Regions from separate parts of the Mus musculus genome. Here region 2 is linked to region 1. The links are chromatin contacts, called in public Hi-C maps. All regions are on one chromosome and are shown on one strand. The core of a region is the stretch at or near the end of the contact, and the rest is flanking DNA. Distances in the headings are between cores, read along the strand shown. Region 1 has its middle 81 kb from the start of Ank3. Region 2 overlaps Ank3 (ankyrin 3, epithelial).

What was found. A called contact is a pair of places that touch in the nucleus more often than the background predicts.
Region 2: a Hi-C map of the N1E-115 cell line shows a contact between it and region 1, with 4 times the contacts expected there. The contact joins two enhancer-like sites. A contact is called at or near these places in 1 of 15 datasets of contacts at CTCF or cohesin (the NIH/3T3 cell line) and 5 of 484 Hi-C or Micro-C datasets (the N1E-115 cell line, cerebral cortex, cortical neurons and 2 more).

Annotation. Positions count from the first base shown.
Region 1 is chr10:69,448,563-69,456,125 of GRCm38.p6, reverse strand. No RefSeq gene overlaps it. Among named protein-coding and RNA genes, the nearest start is that of Ank3, 81 kb to the left of the region's middle. Within about 2 kb of position 3,410, at least 10 of the 459 cell types and tissues checked have an H3K27ac peak or open chromatin away from gene starts, as enhancers often do. A contact at or near this core is called in the N1E-115 cell line, where this site is marked.
Region 2 is chr10:69,722,542-69,730,104 of GRCm38.p6, reverse strand. The region is part of intron 1 of Ank3 (ankyrin 3, epithelial); the gene reads right to left. Among named protein-coding and RNA genes, the nearest start is that of Gm33416, 140 kb to the left of the region's middle. Within about 2 kb of position 3,639, at least 5 of the 459 cell types and tissues checked have an H3K27ac peak or open chromatin away from gene starts, as enhancers often do. A contact at or near this core is called in the N1E-115 cell line, where this site is marked.

The DNA of each region.
Region 1 (7,563 bases), core at 2,161-4,660:
CTGTACACATCTGCGTTTTTCTCCAGAGAAGCAAGCACGGGATATAAGATGAGGTCTACTCTCTTGCCATGATCTTCTCTTCCAGACTGTCACTGGCTCCATAGGCAGGGCCTATCTCTGGAGGGGACTCCTCAAACAATAAATGGGCAGGGTGATGCTCTTAATCCTTGCCCTCTTCTATGTTTATTAAGGGAGGGTCTTAGGTAGCCCAGGCTGGCCTTAAACTCTCTGTGTAGTTAAGGTTTGCCTTGAACCCATGGCCCTCAGGCCTCCTCCTTCAGAGTACTGCATTAGCAGCATGTGCCACCATGGCAGTCAGTGCTTCCTGCTTACTTATTAAATGGCTTCTGCACAGCGCGAAACAAACAAACAAACAAACAAACTTTCAGTAATTTCCACTGGGTGGCTGCAGAAACTTTCCCTCCGCTGCTCAGTTTCTAAGCAGAAGAATAAAGACATCTCTAAATCAAACCAGAAGGATTTTGAAATTGTTCTTTGAGCCAAATGAAGACATAATTATCTTTTAAAGTACCTCATTTTCTATCAGGGAGGGGAATGCAGCGGAAAGATTTATGGGACTACTCCCCAGTCACGGTTCGGACCTTTCAAAGCAGGCTGGGGCTGGTTTTGGTGACTAACTGTCCATGCACACACTTACACACACACTCACACATGCATGCACGCACACATGAGCACAACATACACACATACACACGTACATACCTGCACAAACATATACACATATGTACACAAATATACACACACACAATACATGCACACACATGTACACACACAATACATGCACACACATGTACACACACACAATACATGCACATACATGTTCACATACACACATGCTGGCCCTCTTTGCTCAGCCACTTCCTCTTGTAGATTAGCTAAAGGAAGAGACTTCAGTGTGTCTCAGTAACTGCAAGCCATGTGGCAAGGAGGTATTCCATACCTATTATTTGAAGAAACAGTTTTTCAATCAGCAAGAAAAGCTATCCATGGATGTTGATTTAGAAAAATGCACTTTAATAGAGGCCCAGCTTAGACAGTTTTTGCTTGAAAGGTGGTGAGCTATTGCTGCTTTCCTGGAGTGCTCAAATTTAGACACAGAACTCAGGTATATTTTAGGAGTAATTGTCGTCTGTGGGCTTGATTAGGGCTGCCATTTTAATTACTGGGAAAATGATAAGATTTTTAAAAATACAAGTATCTTAATGCCTTTCACTGAATTTGAGACTATTTATAGGAGTGAGGGCTAGCATATACACATACATCTCATATATCCAAATGACATGATGCCCAAGAACTTGTCGTCTCTATTAGTCACTTTTATTGTTGCTGTAACAAAATACCTTTCAAAAGCAACTTAAAAGAAGGCAAGATTTATTCTGAGTCACCAGTGGAGGGCTCCAGTCCTTTGCTTCGGGGAAGGCATGTGAGACAGCTCAGGACATTGGATCTGAAGTCGGGAAGCAGAGAGTAGCAACGGTGCTCAGTCTGACTGAGTCTAGGATGCCAGCCTGCGGTGCTGCCCACATTGAAGGCAGCGCTTTCTTCCTCGGTTATACATCCTTATGCACATACCCAGTGGTCTATCTCCATGATGATTCTAAGTCTGGCCAAGCTGACAATGTGCATGTTCCCACTGCATTAGCTGATATCATCGACAGTAGCTAATCATCATCAAAATTTAAAATTTGTACACATTCTATTAAAAAAAAAAACAATCTTTAAAAGGTTAAGCTATTACTTATAAAATAGTTGGTATTCCAAAGGTTCGCTTGCATATGAATAATTTCAAACAAATCTCTCAGAACAGTATTTTTTGCCATTATTCACATTTAAGATTTTTTTCTTTTCTTTTCTTTTTTTTTTTTTTTTCTTTTTTTTTTGGCTTTCCGAGACAGGGTTTCTCTGTGTAGCCCTGGCTGTCCTGGAACTCACTCTGTAGACCAGGCTGGCCTCGAACTCAGAAATCTGCCTGCCTCTGCCTCCCAAGTGCTGGGATTAAAGGCGTGTGCCATCACCACCTGCCACATTTAAAATAAATGAATTCTCAGTGAGGTGCTATGGTTCAGAAAGTGAACATCACTGGCCTTTTCACGCCCTGAGACACTTGTTTCCCACAGTTCTCAGTAAGTGGATGCCAGCCCGGCCGTCCCCGGAAGGTTGCTGGGAATACAACAGAGAGCCAGCTGGTCAGACTGCACTGCGTGGCCTATCACACCGCAGAAAACGGCAGTGTGCAAAAACGCATTCAGAGCTGAGGGGGGAAAAATGTGCTGGAATAGATAGGAACTAGGTAAGGATCTGCCACAGAAGGAAGACCCCAGGTCACCTGGGAGGACAGGGGAGGAGTTTGTGGGGACATGTGACTAACAGTGGGCGTGGCCAAGTTCATGCAGTGCTGCATGGGGAACACCAGGCAGAAAGGAGAGTGTGCCCCAAGGTCTACAGGTTGGTTGCCAAAGGCCTGTGTAGCAAATTAGATAAAAAGCCTGCTGAGGCTGACACCCACAAGATGCGAGGAATGCTCAAACTGAGGACAGATCACACAGGACAGTGTTGAAGATCTGGGACTTATGGAGCCACGAGAAATCTGGGAATATCCTGAGAAGTGAGTTTGCTTTCAGAAAGCTTTTTGTGGGAGGAAAATATGGAGTGCCCCGGTTTGGGGCCTGTATCATTTGTCAAAATGCAAACCCCCTCATGCAGACCCCAAGATGGAGAGAGCCAAAGACTTGATTTCTGGATTGAAAGAAAACTGTGGGAGGTCATTGTGATCCGTGGGACTTCAACATTCAGGGAGTTGTCCCTTCTGGAAAAGAGGGAATGTGGGTCAGCATACACTACCACAGCCAAGAAAGCAAGCACCGCGACAGCCACAGCCGAGAAGTACCAGAGAAGCTGCAAAGAGCAAGGAAGAGGAGTCTAGGCGGTGTTCTCCGGACATCCCTATTGAAGCTACCAAGAGAGTCTGCGCAGAGTGCTCAGAGCGAGCCACGCTGCTGTGGACCGCAGTGCCAGCAGGCAGGACATGCAGAAGAGACCTGCAGGGAGTACTTTCATGGAAACTTACTTTGTTTTATTATTTGAACTAGGATCTGGACTCCAGCTAGGTAGACAAGAAGTGCCTTGACCTTCTTCTGATCCTTCTGCCTCTACTGCCCACGTGCTGGGGTTATGTGCAGTCACACACAATTTTATATGTGCTGGGAATGGAATCTAGAGACTCTTGCATGCTGGGCTTGCACACTACAACTTGGGCTAGGTCCTAGCCCTGGTATTTTAGACTTTGTAACATATTATACTCTGCAGCTGGCTGAAACTGTAGTGGGGGAGGGGGAGGGCGGTGCATGTGTACATACATAGACATATATACATACATGTGTGTGTCATCATAGACCACACAAACTTTTTCATGGATATACTTTGAACCGAAGGAATGATAACAGTAAAACATCTGGGTGCTTGTAAACTGCAACACTCGTGGTCAAGTAATTGGGTTTATACACGGAACGGGGTGAAGAAGACATGCTTAACCTCGGGGAAAGCTAAGACACCAAAGGCAATGGGGATGCTGGTTATAAACAAGGAAGAAAGGCTTGCCAGAACTCTGTTAAAGCCTATCTGCTTGTTTATTAAATTGTATTTTTCTAAATGAAATATGAAGTCATTTTTGCCTTAATTGTGCCAGATTGCAGTGAGGACAAATGGTCACGCCTGTAGCTTCTCTTCAAGCATGACACCACAGTGCCATCTACTGGCTGACGTGATATTCTCTCTCTCTTTCTCTCTCTCTCTCTCTCTCTCTCTCTCTCTCTCTCTCTCTCTCTCTCTCTCTCTCTCTCTCTCTCTCCATCTCTCTGGAGACCTGATTCTATGTAGCTCAAGCTGTCCCCAGACTCACTATATACCTGAGGAAACCTTGAATCTCTGGTCTGATCCTCCTGCCTCCACCTCCACAGAAACTGACAGAACTGGGATTATAGACATACACCATCACTTTTGGCTCAGGTGGTCCTGAGGCTAAAATCATGTTTTTTGTACATGCGAGGCAAGCCCTCTGAGCTACATTCTCAGCCCATGTAACACAAAATTAATTTGATAGTTTTTTACACAAATCACTGATTAGAACAGTAATAGTTACTCCAACGTAGTTGCCACTTAATATGTTAATAATTGACAATATCTAAGTATTTTTATAAGACTAGGATTTCCTGTAAAACCATATATACGTATGTTAAGAAGAGACAACAGAAGGTAGAATATAAAAACTTAGAAATCCTTCAAAACTAACAATGTCTAACATGAAACCAATTTATGCCATTGGGTCTTGTTAAACACCATCTCTTGGTTTCTTTATTGAAACTGGGGCAAATGTAGCCCAGGGTGGCCCCAAATGTCCTGTAGCCAAGGGTGACCTTGAGTTCTGGTGCCACAGACACATACCTCAAAGATGTCTGCAGATGGTTATGTTCATCAGCTGGCCACTGTAACCCCTTGGTTCAAAACATTCCTCCTCTGCCAACTATGGCAATACTGCCCCCAGTTAACTCTGCAGCCCTGGCAGGCATATGAAAGTGACACATACTACTAACAGTGCTAATACTTTGTAACAATGCTACTGATTTGAGTTCATCAAACTGATACTGTGTGTCCTTGGAGTAACCTTCCCTACCTGCATTTTTTAAACAATATTTATCCTAAGGCCATATGATAGGTTGACTCTGGCTCAGCCTCACATCTCATATTTGCCTTGTCTCTTGACTGCATCAAGAAGCTGGGTCAAGTGACTGACCTACACAGCCCAGGTTAGCGTGAGTGCACACTTGGCTGTTTGCACAAGGACTCACTTCTCAGAATGCTCCCGGTCATTAGGCAGCACCTGCCTCTTGTCCTCTAGGCTCACGAGAGGACTGAACCTCCCTGCTCCCTGTGCAATTAGGTGTGGCCTCTAAAAGATGCTTTAAGGGAACGGGTCCCCCCTCTTTGAGGGAGTGGAACGACCTTTTCACAGGGGTCACCTAAGAGCATCAGAAATTCAGATGCTTGCAATGTGGTTTATAGTAGCAAACTTGCAGTTACTAAGTAACAATGAAAATAATCTTCCGGTTGGGGAGGGGTGTCACCACACCATGAGGAACTGTATTAAAGTGTCTCAGCATTAGGAAATGTTAAGAGCCACTACTCTAAGGGGAGGCTCGGCTCAGTTCCATCAACTTCTGCTATCTTTTCTGCAGGGAGACGGCCCGAGGCCCCAATGTCTAGAGTAGGTAGGAGTTTCTGCTTAATCCTCCTGGCTAGAAAACAGAAGCAGGATACAAACATTCATACAAAGAGCCACTGAGGCCAGGATCGATGCTCTCTACTGGACAGCCTGCCCTGGTGGTTAAAACTGTCAGACTTGAAGACTGGGGTCCCCAAGCACTGGCCAGACCCAGTCTGCTACCTGTCTTTATAAAGTTGTATTGGAACAGAACCAAGGGAGGTGGCTCATTTGCAAACTGGACTTAACCTTGAGCTGCAGTAGCAGAGTCAAGTTCTAGAGGAGTCTACGCCAGTGGTTCACAACATATGGGTTGTGAGCGCTTTGGGGGGTCGAATGACCCTTTCACGGGGGTTATACATCAGATATCCTGCATATCAGATATTTACATTACAAACAGTAGCACAGTTCCGGTTACAAAGTAACAATGAAATAATGTTATGGTTGGGGGTCACCCCAACATGAGGAAGTGCATTGGAAGTTTATTAGGCAAGTGTATTAGGAAGGCTGAGATACACTGGTCTGTGATTCTTACATGATTTACTCTCTGACCATTACAAAAAACATTCCCCCATCTCCCCAATGCTAGCTAGGTCCTTCTAAAGAAACGATGATAAATAGGACACGCTGGCTAAGGAAGCAGGTGACGTGGGTACAAACAAACATCAGAAAATGTACCACGAACATGAAATAAAAGAGAGGGACGACATGGTGCTCTTGGTGCCTATGACTCTAAGTATTTTTCTGTCACCAGTTAAGGACACTGTGGAGGATTTGGAATTCAGTTTCTTCTCTGGGAAAAGCATCAACGTACTGTGCCCACTAGAGAGTTTAGCAATGTTAGCTCATCACAACGTTCTAATTCTCATCTTCACTTCAGAACTTCCAAAATTACTCTCATGAAAAAATATAAATGTATAATGTAATATGTATTATATAATATATGTTATAATATATATACATATATGATATATATGTATGTATGTATGAATGAAGGGTTGGGTCTGTGACTTGGTTGGTAGAGTCAAATAAAACTCTGGATTCAATTTCCAGTGCTGTATTCTCCAGGGATGGTGGTACACAGCTGCAATCCCAGCAGCTAGTATGTAAGAAAATTCAAAGTCATCTTCCATCACACAGCACGTTACAGTCATGCTGGGGAATAGAGGTCCTGTCTCAAAAATATATACCATGTATATATGTATGCATGTATGTATGTATGCATGTATGTATGTATGTATGTATGTATGTATGTGTACAGACAGGGAGGGAGAGAGAGAGAGAGAATATCTGTATAAATTGGAGATCATGCTAGGCAAGCTCTCTACATCTCCAGGCCCTAAGTTGTGTGTGTGTGTGTGCCATTGTAGATGCCACACTCTCTCACCCTTTTATGTGAGTGCTAGGAATCCGAACTCAGGTCACCATGCAGGTACACACGAAGCACTCTTTTCAGCCTCTGCATTTCTTCTTATAAATCTGACAGATGCTGCTTGCATTATCGCTGAACTGAAAATATCTCATTTCCTCTCTGACCCACGCTTGTTTCAAATCAGCTTCTTTCATTTCTAGATATCTGGGGCTTCCCCACCACCACCACCATGCTTTAATGTAGTTTAATTCCACTGTGGTGAGAAAATTTAATATATAAGATTTCCATTTTTTAAACTTATTAAAAACAGGACTTGTGACATACAGAGTGTCATGGGGTACATCACATGTACACATTAAAATAAGAAGTGTTCTATGGTTGTCTGCAGTCTTTGGTGATTACACGTGTTCTGTTCTTTAACATCCTGACCAGCTTTTTGTTGGGGAGTCGGGGGTGAAGTGTGTCTCCAACTTCCAGTTGATGCGTAGGCCTATTTATTCCTTTAGTTTGATGCTTTGATATTTATGTTCGCTATTTTGCTTCATGAACTTTCAATGTCTGCAAAGTACATATATTTTTATAGTAACATTTTGATTTTGCTTAATTTTTTTTCCTAAGCTTAAGTCAAATGTTCTTAATTACTTATATACTTAGTGAGATAATATGTACTGTACTAATTTGGGATTATTTTGACCATTTTTTTTCATTAAGATATGTTTTTTTCTTTTGTGCATATTTGATCTTATCCTGAAAGCCTAGACCTGGTCATCCTTATTGGCTCTCATATTCTTTATTTAAGTCTATATCTGCTCTTCCTTTACAGTTTATGAGTCTCTCTCGCCTATCTTTTTGACAATGGAAATTGTCCTGTCATTAAAACCGAATCTTCGTTAGAGAGCACGAGTTGGTCTTA
Region 2 (7,563 bases), core at 2,390-4,889, 270 kb before region 1:
ACAGATCTCCACCTCCCATCTCCTCCCAGGAGGGCTGGGGTTATACATTCATACCACTGGACCCAGCTTTTGTAAGCAGGTTCTGGGCATGGACTGAATTCAGATCGTCACACATATACTTTCACCTCCTGAACCATCTCACAGGCTCTGAAAATATTCCTGGATTCTTATGTTTTGTTTTTGTTTTTCAAGACAGAGTTTCTCTGCATAGCTCTGAATGTCCAGGAACTAGCTCTGTAGACCAGGCTGACCCCAAACTCAGAGATCCACCCGGCTCTGCCTCCTGAGTGCTGGGATTAAAGGCATGAGCCACCAGCACCCAATCTGAATTAGTCTTAATATCTTTCAAAGATATACCCAGATGTAAAGATTCTTCCATAATGCATCTTTTTGACATATCACTTTTAAGCATGAACACTCAGATTCTAAGCCAAGCTGAAACCTTCGATGGCTGCTTCTAGTGAAGGGGAGATTTGAAACTGGCAGAGCGGGGAAAGAAAATTTTAGGGGGCTGAGATGTTCTCCGGTGTGTTCTGGGTGGTAGATTTGTCAAAATCGATTAACATTTAGAACCAGTGTCTTAGGAAGTATTTAAATTACCTTCCAATTAAAGAAACTCTCTCAACATTAATAATACAACTCTAAGGACAGTCCTGGCCCAGCAGTTCTGGACATAGACTAGCTGTGAAAAAGGTCGGGTCAAGAAATTCTGCTCGTTTGCCTCGATTGTACAAAATGCACAATTAGTATAACTAGAACAAGTTATTTAAATTTACCAGGCACCATCGTATCTCTTATAATCATTTCATCCACAGGATTTCCTCAACATACCTATGTTCTGCAATATGTGGTGGTCACCTATCTTACAAATGAACTGTGGGGCTAGGGCAATAGCTCAGCAGATAAAGTATTCACTGTGTTAGTTTGACAGCCTAGTTCAGATCCTCAGAGTTCACATAAAGGCAGGGGTGGTCACAGGCATCTGTATTCTCAGAGCTGCTACCCGACAGATGGGAGGCGGGAGGATTCCCAGAAGTTCTAGGGCCAGCAAGCCTGGCACAGACAACGGGGAACAACAAAGCATCCTGGGACAAACAGGATGAAGGGATACCAACACCAAAGCTGTCACTTGGTCTCCATACACGTGCTGTGGCATGCACACACCCATTCTCATCTATAGCAAGCACACGTGTATGTCTACGTCTCACACACACACACACACATACACACAAACACACACATACGCACACACACATACACACACACACACACACACACACACACACACACACACATGAGCGCGCAAGTGAACTGTGAGTATTAGTTCACTATGACTCTCTCAGTTAAGTGTTTTCACCCGGTCACATATCTATTTATCAATTTCTGACAGAACTAATAGCTATGAATAATTCTGATAAACAGCTCTCGTGTTGATGGAATTAAATCATGAACAGACACAGAAGCACACTTAGAAAAAGAGAAAGAACTAGAAAACAAATCACAAAGTCTGGGTCACAGAATTCATTACTGTGTTTAGGACCATAATATACACACATATACACACATACATACATAAAATTAAGGTCTCATATACATATATGTTTATAAAATATATACAATATTATATATTTATATACCATATGTGTATGTATATTCACAAACATATATATACATATATACACAACTTTAAATTTTTTTGTTTAAAGTACTAGGTAAGTGTACTGGCTGGTTTTGTGTGTCAACTTGACACAGCTGGAGTTATCACAGAGAAAGGAGCTTCAGTTGGGGAAATGCCTCCATGAGATCCAGCTGTGGGGCATGTTCTCAATTAGTGATCAACGGGGAGGGCCCCTTGTGGGTGGGACCATCTCTGGGCTGGGAGTCTTGGGTTTTATAAGAGAGCAGGCTGAGCAAGCCAGGGGAAGCAAGCCAGTAAGTAACATCCCTCCATGGCCTCTGCATCAGCTCCTGCTTCCTGACCTGCTTGAGTTCCAGTCCTGACTTCCTTTGGTGATAGACAGCAACGTGGAAGTGTAAGCTGAATAAACCCTTTCCTCCCCAACTTGCTTCTTGGGCATGATGTTTGTGCAGGAATAGAAACCCTGACTAAGACAGTATGCTTGCCTAAAAATGTCTTATATGAAGGTCGACTGAGCATACATGAATATTTTTGACTAGAATCCTTAAAGTGTGGCTTCGAACTTGAATTATACATTCGGAATGCACGATGACTTCACAAGAGCTTGGTGTAGGGAGGAAGGTGAATTCCCAGAGTGCTGGAAAATTGAAAAATACTGCTAAAAGGATGTGCCTGGTGGCACATGTCTTTAATCCCAGCTCCCAGAATGCAACAGTAGGTGAATCTCTGTGGGTTCCAGGTTAGCCTGGTCTATATAGCAAGCTCTAGGTCAGCCAGGGCTACCTAGTAAGACCCTGTTTCAAGAAAAAGAGGAGGAGGAGGCAGAAGGGGAGAAAGAAGAGGAGAAGGGAAAAGACAAGAGGAAAAGAAGGAAAAAGAAAAGGAAGAGGACGAGGAAGAAGGGGATGAAGAGAAGGAGAAATGAGAAGAAGAGAAAAGGAGGGGAAGAAGAAGAGGAAGAGGAGGAAGTGGAGGAAGAAGAGGAGGCAGAGGAAGAGGAGGAAGTGGAGGAAGAAGGGGAGGCAGAGGAGGAGGAAGAGGAGGAGGAAGACTGAAGACAACTATCATAATCAGTTATTTCAACTGTTCACTCTTCACACTCAATGAATGGCCTCTGAATCAAACATCTATGATTTCAGTGTACCTCAGAACAGCTCAGTTATTGCTGTCCAGGTTACTGGTTAATTACTCAGAAAGGCTCTGGCTTTTATTCCAACTCCTGAAAACCGACTGACATTTGAGAAGTCATACGACCAAGTTCACAGTGAGCACCTGATACCACAGAGTACTTCCTACCTCCAAATCGTTCTTTGCAACTGTTTCTAGCAGGGGAAAGCAGAAAGGGATGGCCCGGAGATGAGCCAACCCTCTGCATCCCCTCCCAGGGCAGCCTCTAGCCCCTCCTTCCATCCTCTGCGCCAACCTTTCTCCTCTTCTCCGTATTCAGAGAGCCGGTATGCCAACCATGATCTACCTCTGTTCTCACATGACTAGCCTTGAGGACTCCCTCAGTCTCCAAGCGGCTCTCTGGCCTATGTCCTCCTACATGCCTACTTACTTCCTCTACTGCCTCTATTAATCATAAACTTCGCCTTCTGTCTTCTACACCAGTCTGACTCCCTTACAGGACCACCAGTCCCCAAACAGCTACACATGGTTCATTTCTCCTGGAATCCCCAGGACCTAGAAAGATCTGCCTCACTGAAATGTTCTGTGTCAAAACAGTGCGTGTTCCATATTAACTTCATCACTACAAATGATTCATTTAGGCCCTTGTCATTTCTACTTGTTTGGGCGAAAACAATCCCCTCTACTTGCTAGTTTCTAAAGACTCCATCCCTAAAGTCTAGCCCCCAAAGAGCCAATTGTCTACCTATTCAATTGGTTAGTCCGAAGTATATAAAAATCAGCCTTGGTAAATTGTAATACATAACATAATCTGTTTCTCTCTGGTATCCAACTGATACTAAAATGTGTCCATCTGTTCCAGAGACTACTCCTGTGGTAAAGATGGCAAGGGGTGGGAGCCGAATGAAAAATGGGAGCTGAAACAGAAGCCCAGTAGGAAGAGAAGGGGAGCAAAATAATGTAATGTGTATGGCTGGCACTTAATACTTATTTAGAACAAGTATTTCCACAAATGAGGAAAAAACAAAACAAAACAAAACAAAGCAAGCAAACAAACAAAAACCCTAGGAGAAATTACAACAGAAAATGAGATGATGTAGCACCTGGGTAAAGCACAGCTTTCATACAGGGGGATGACCGTGCTGACGAATGTTCCTGTCTGGTTACAAACATATGTGTGTCTGCATCACGTGTAAGATAAATCTAAGCTTTAAGGAAAAAGGGTAAACCTCATCTGAGAAACAGAAACGCCTCTCATGGGAGAGTGGACTTAAAGGGCTCTCAATTGCCTTTCCCCCCAAAAGGACTGGGTTCTTGGTCCTGTCTAGGGAAAGCAGACAACCTGAAGGCCATACAGTCTCAATCTGTCACAGGCTGTATACCATGAACATGAGGTATTGTTTTCAGTTCTGAGGATCACATCATGGCTGAGTGGGGTTGGAGAATGATGAAGAGTCTCGTGACTATGTCTAGAGATATAAGGAATGTTCAGCATAGAGGGGCAACGGTGCCCATAAGTAACTGCCCTCACTATGTAAACAGCAGAATACAGGTGGATGCAACTAAGTAAGTACTTGGTTTAGTATTGAATAAGAGAGTATACTGTAGGGGCTGGAGAGATGGCTCAGCAGTTAGGAGCACTGACTACTCTTCCAAAGGTCCTGAGTTCAAATCCCAGCAAACACATGGTGGCTCACAAGCATCCGTAATAAGATCTGATGCCCTCTTCTGGGGTATCTAAAGACAGCTACAGTGTAGCTACATATAATAATAAATAAATCTTTTAGAAAATTATACTTTAAAAAAAAGAGAGTACATTGTAACAATGAGTTTCTCAGAGGTGGACTGTGTTAGAGTAGGGTATTTTCACTCATGGAAAATTCATATGCAGACTTAATGAAAGATTCTTAATGAAGATTGAGCTTTGGTGACGGAGAGGCCCCGGCTGAGTGACCCTGAGGCTCCCTCCTCCCTCTATGCTTCCCTGACTTCAGAGACTGAGGATTTTCCATGCACCTCCCTCTCCTTCACAGCAGATGCGCTCGTCCTTTGTGTGGATCCCGTACAGTTCGACGCTAGCCCCCTCCACCCACATAAAATAAATGAAGTTATCCATTTATCCGCTCTAATGAAGTAACCGAACAATCGATTTTAGCCTGTACTCCGCGAAGACCATCAGGAATACATTACATCGAATTTGTGTGATGCCTGCCGTGGAGATTTAGAACCCAGCATTCACTACAAAACAGACTGAAATCTTGTCTGTTGTCTCAGTGATGTGAATAGTATTCTCTCTCACACGAGACAATGAAGTCACAGAACACAGTAGCCATTCCAGCACATTGCTTCCCAAATGAACGGCAGTCAAGGCCTTCTAGGTGGGACATGAGAACTCAAGTAGGAATACACTGACCCCTTGGGATTTAATAATCTACCACGGGGTTCATCCCTGGCCTATAATTCAGGAGGGGTTAGAGCAAAACAAACAATCAAAACAAATTTAAATTTACTTGCCCCGATAATTAAATCCGAACGCACTCATGAGCCCGTGTCTTTGAATCAAATACCTCATTGACCGGTAGAAGATGCCAGCCAGGCCCTGTAAGGCTGTGGGTTTAGAAGTTTTAAGTATACTTCCTGTAGGTAGCTAAGGTGAGGCGGGCAGTAGGAAGGTCAAAGTTCAAAGCAATCATAAACAGGAGGGCCAGCAGGTGAGAGACCTGACCCAAGGAGTTAGAGAGTCAGGGTAAAAGCAAAGAGAGAGAGAGAGAGAGAGAGAGAGAGAGAGAGAGAGAGAGAGAGAGAGAGTCAGGACAGAAGTGTTTGTGTATAAACGGTCTAGAGATGCTAGAGAAATCAGAAGAAATAATAGTAATGATAACTAGCTAGACTCTCAGAGGAAAGGGGACAGCAGCCTGTAGTGACAGGCAGAAGGGGTGGGTGGCTGTCACAGAGGCAGAGCTGAGAGTGCTGCAGAGGCCGGTGAGATGTATAAACCCCCGCTCTGTAGCTCATTCAGTTGTACCAGGCAGATGCGGTCTTCTTATGTTCTACCTTTCCATTTGCCAGCCACCAATCCCAAGCCAAAATAGTACTAAATATGTCCACACATAAACAACCCATGCACTGTAAATGGTGGAGAACTCTAAGTAGTGTGGTGAGATCTCAGGCTGCCCTGCTTCTGCTGAGGACCAGGCCTGGTGATGCCCAGCAGAGCGGGAGACTGTTCCCCAGTGGATCATGTCTGCCTTGTATAGGCTACCTGCCATCATTATTGCCCCCTTCTCAGGCATCATCTTAACTGCTGTGTGTTTGGTAGTCACAGCACTTGTATTTATGGAGCCCTTGTTTGAGTTAGAAATAGCTCTGGGGTGCAAGGGTGGAGATGCTGGCACATTTATGTCATGTAATTCTATCTCGTTTACTATCTGTTGTCAATCTTACTGTATTCAAATCACGAATTAAATTTTCACATAGCTATGCACGTGATAGAACAACACAGTATACATACGTAGTAGATACCATCTGTGGTTTCAGCCATCCATTGGGGATATTGGATTGACCCTTCCCCTTAAAGAGGGGAAGTGGGGCTTGCTACATGCTCTTGGGAGAATGGCACAAGATGGAACCAGAGACTCATGGCTTACAGAAAAGATGGAATGCCACTGTCCTGGGTAGTATTTTTCTGCAGTGACAAAATGTAGACTCCATTAAATACAGAGAAAGAGGAGGAGGAGGAAGAGGAGGAGGAGGAAAAAGAAGAAGGGGCAGAAGAGGAGGAGGAAGAGGAGGAAGAAGAAAAGGAAAAAGAAGAGGAGGAGAAAGAAAAGTAGGAAGAAGGGGCAGAAGAGGAGGAGGAAGAGGAGGAAGAAGAAAAGGAAAAAGAAGAGGAGGAGAAAGAAAAGTAGGAAGAAGAGGAGGAAGAAGGGGAGGAAGAGGAGGAGGAAGAAGGGGAAGAAGAGGAGGAGGAAGAAGGGGAAGAAGAGGAGGAGGAAGGGGAAGAAGAGGAGGAAGAAGGGGAGGAAGAGGAAGAGGAAGAAGGGGAAGAAGAGGAGGAGGAAGAAAAGTAGGAAGAAGAGGAGGAAGAAGAAGGGGAGGGAGAGGAGGAGGAAGAGGAAGAAGGGGAAGAAGAGGAGGAGGAAGAAAAGTAGGAAGAAGAGGAGGAGGAAGAAAAGTAGGAAGAAGAGGAGGAAGAAGAAGGGGAGGGAGAGGAGGAGGAAGAGGAAGAAGGGGAGGAAGAGGAGGAGGAAGAGGAGAAGAAAAGAGGAGAAGGAGGAATCGAACCAGCTACATCTTTGCACATTAGTGAAGGGGAATGCTACAGACCCATTAACAATGTGGAGAAACACATTCTCTGAAATGAATGTATGTTCCTGAATTCTGTTCAAGTGATCCTCTGAGAAGAAATCCAACACAGATAATGCCAGTGTAACCACACATCTAGTCATTTGAGTCAGGGAGGGAAGGTGAGGAAAAGAGGAGAGAAAGGGCTTGCGCAAGGACACATTGCCATGACACACATGTCACATAAGCATGAGGACCTGAGTTCCGTCCTGGAACCCATAGAGGAAGGAGAACCTCTGGGGTTCACTGGCCACCAAGTCTAGCTCAATCAGTAAGCCTTGGGCCAACAAGAAACCCTGGCTCAAAAACAAACAAAAATACCATGATGGACAATATCTAAGAACACCAAGGTTGACTTTGGATCTACATGTGCATGTGCGTGCATGTGTGTGTGTGTGTGCATGCACACACACAAAAAGAAATCATTGGAAATATTTAACAGCCATTCTCCT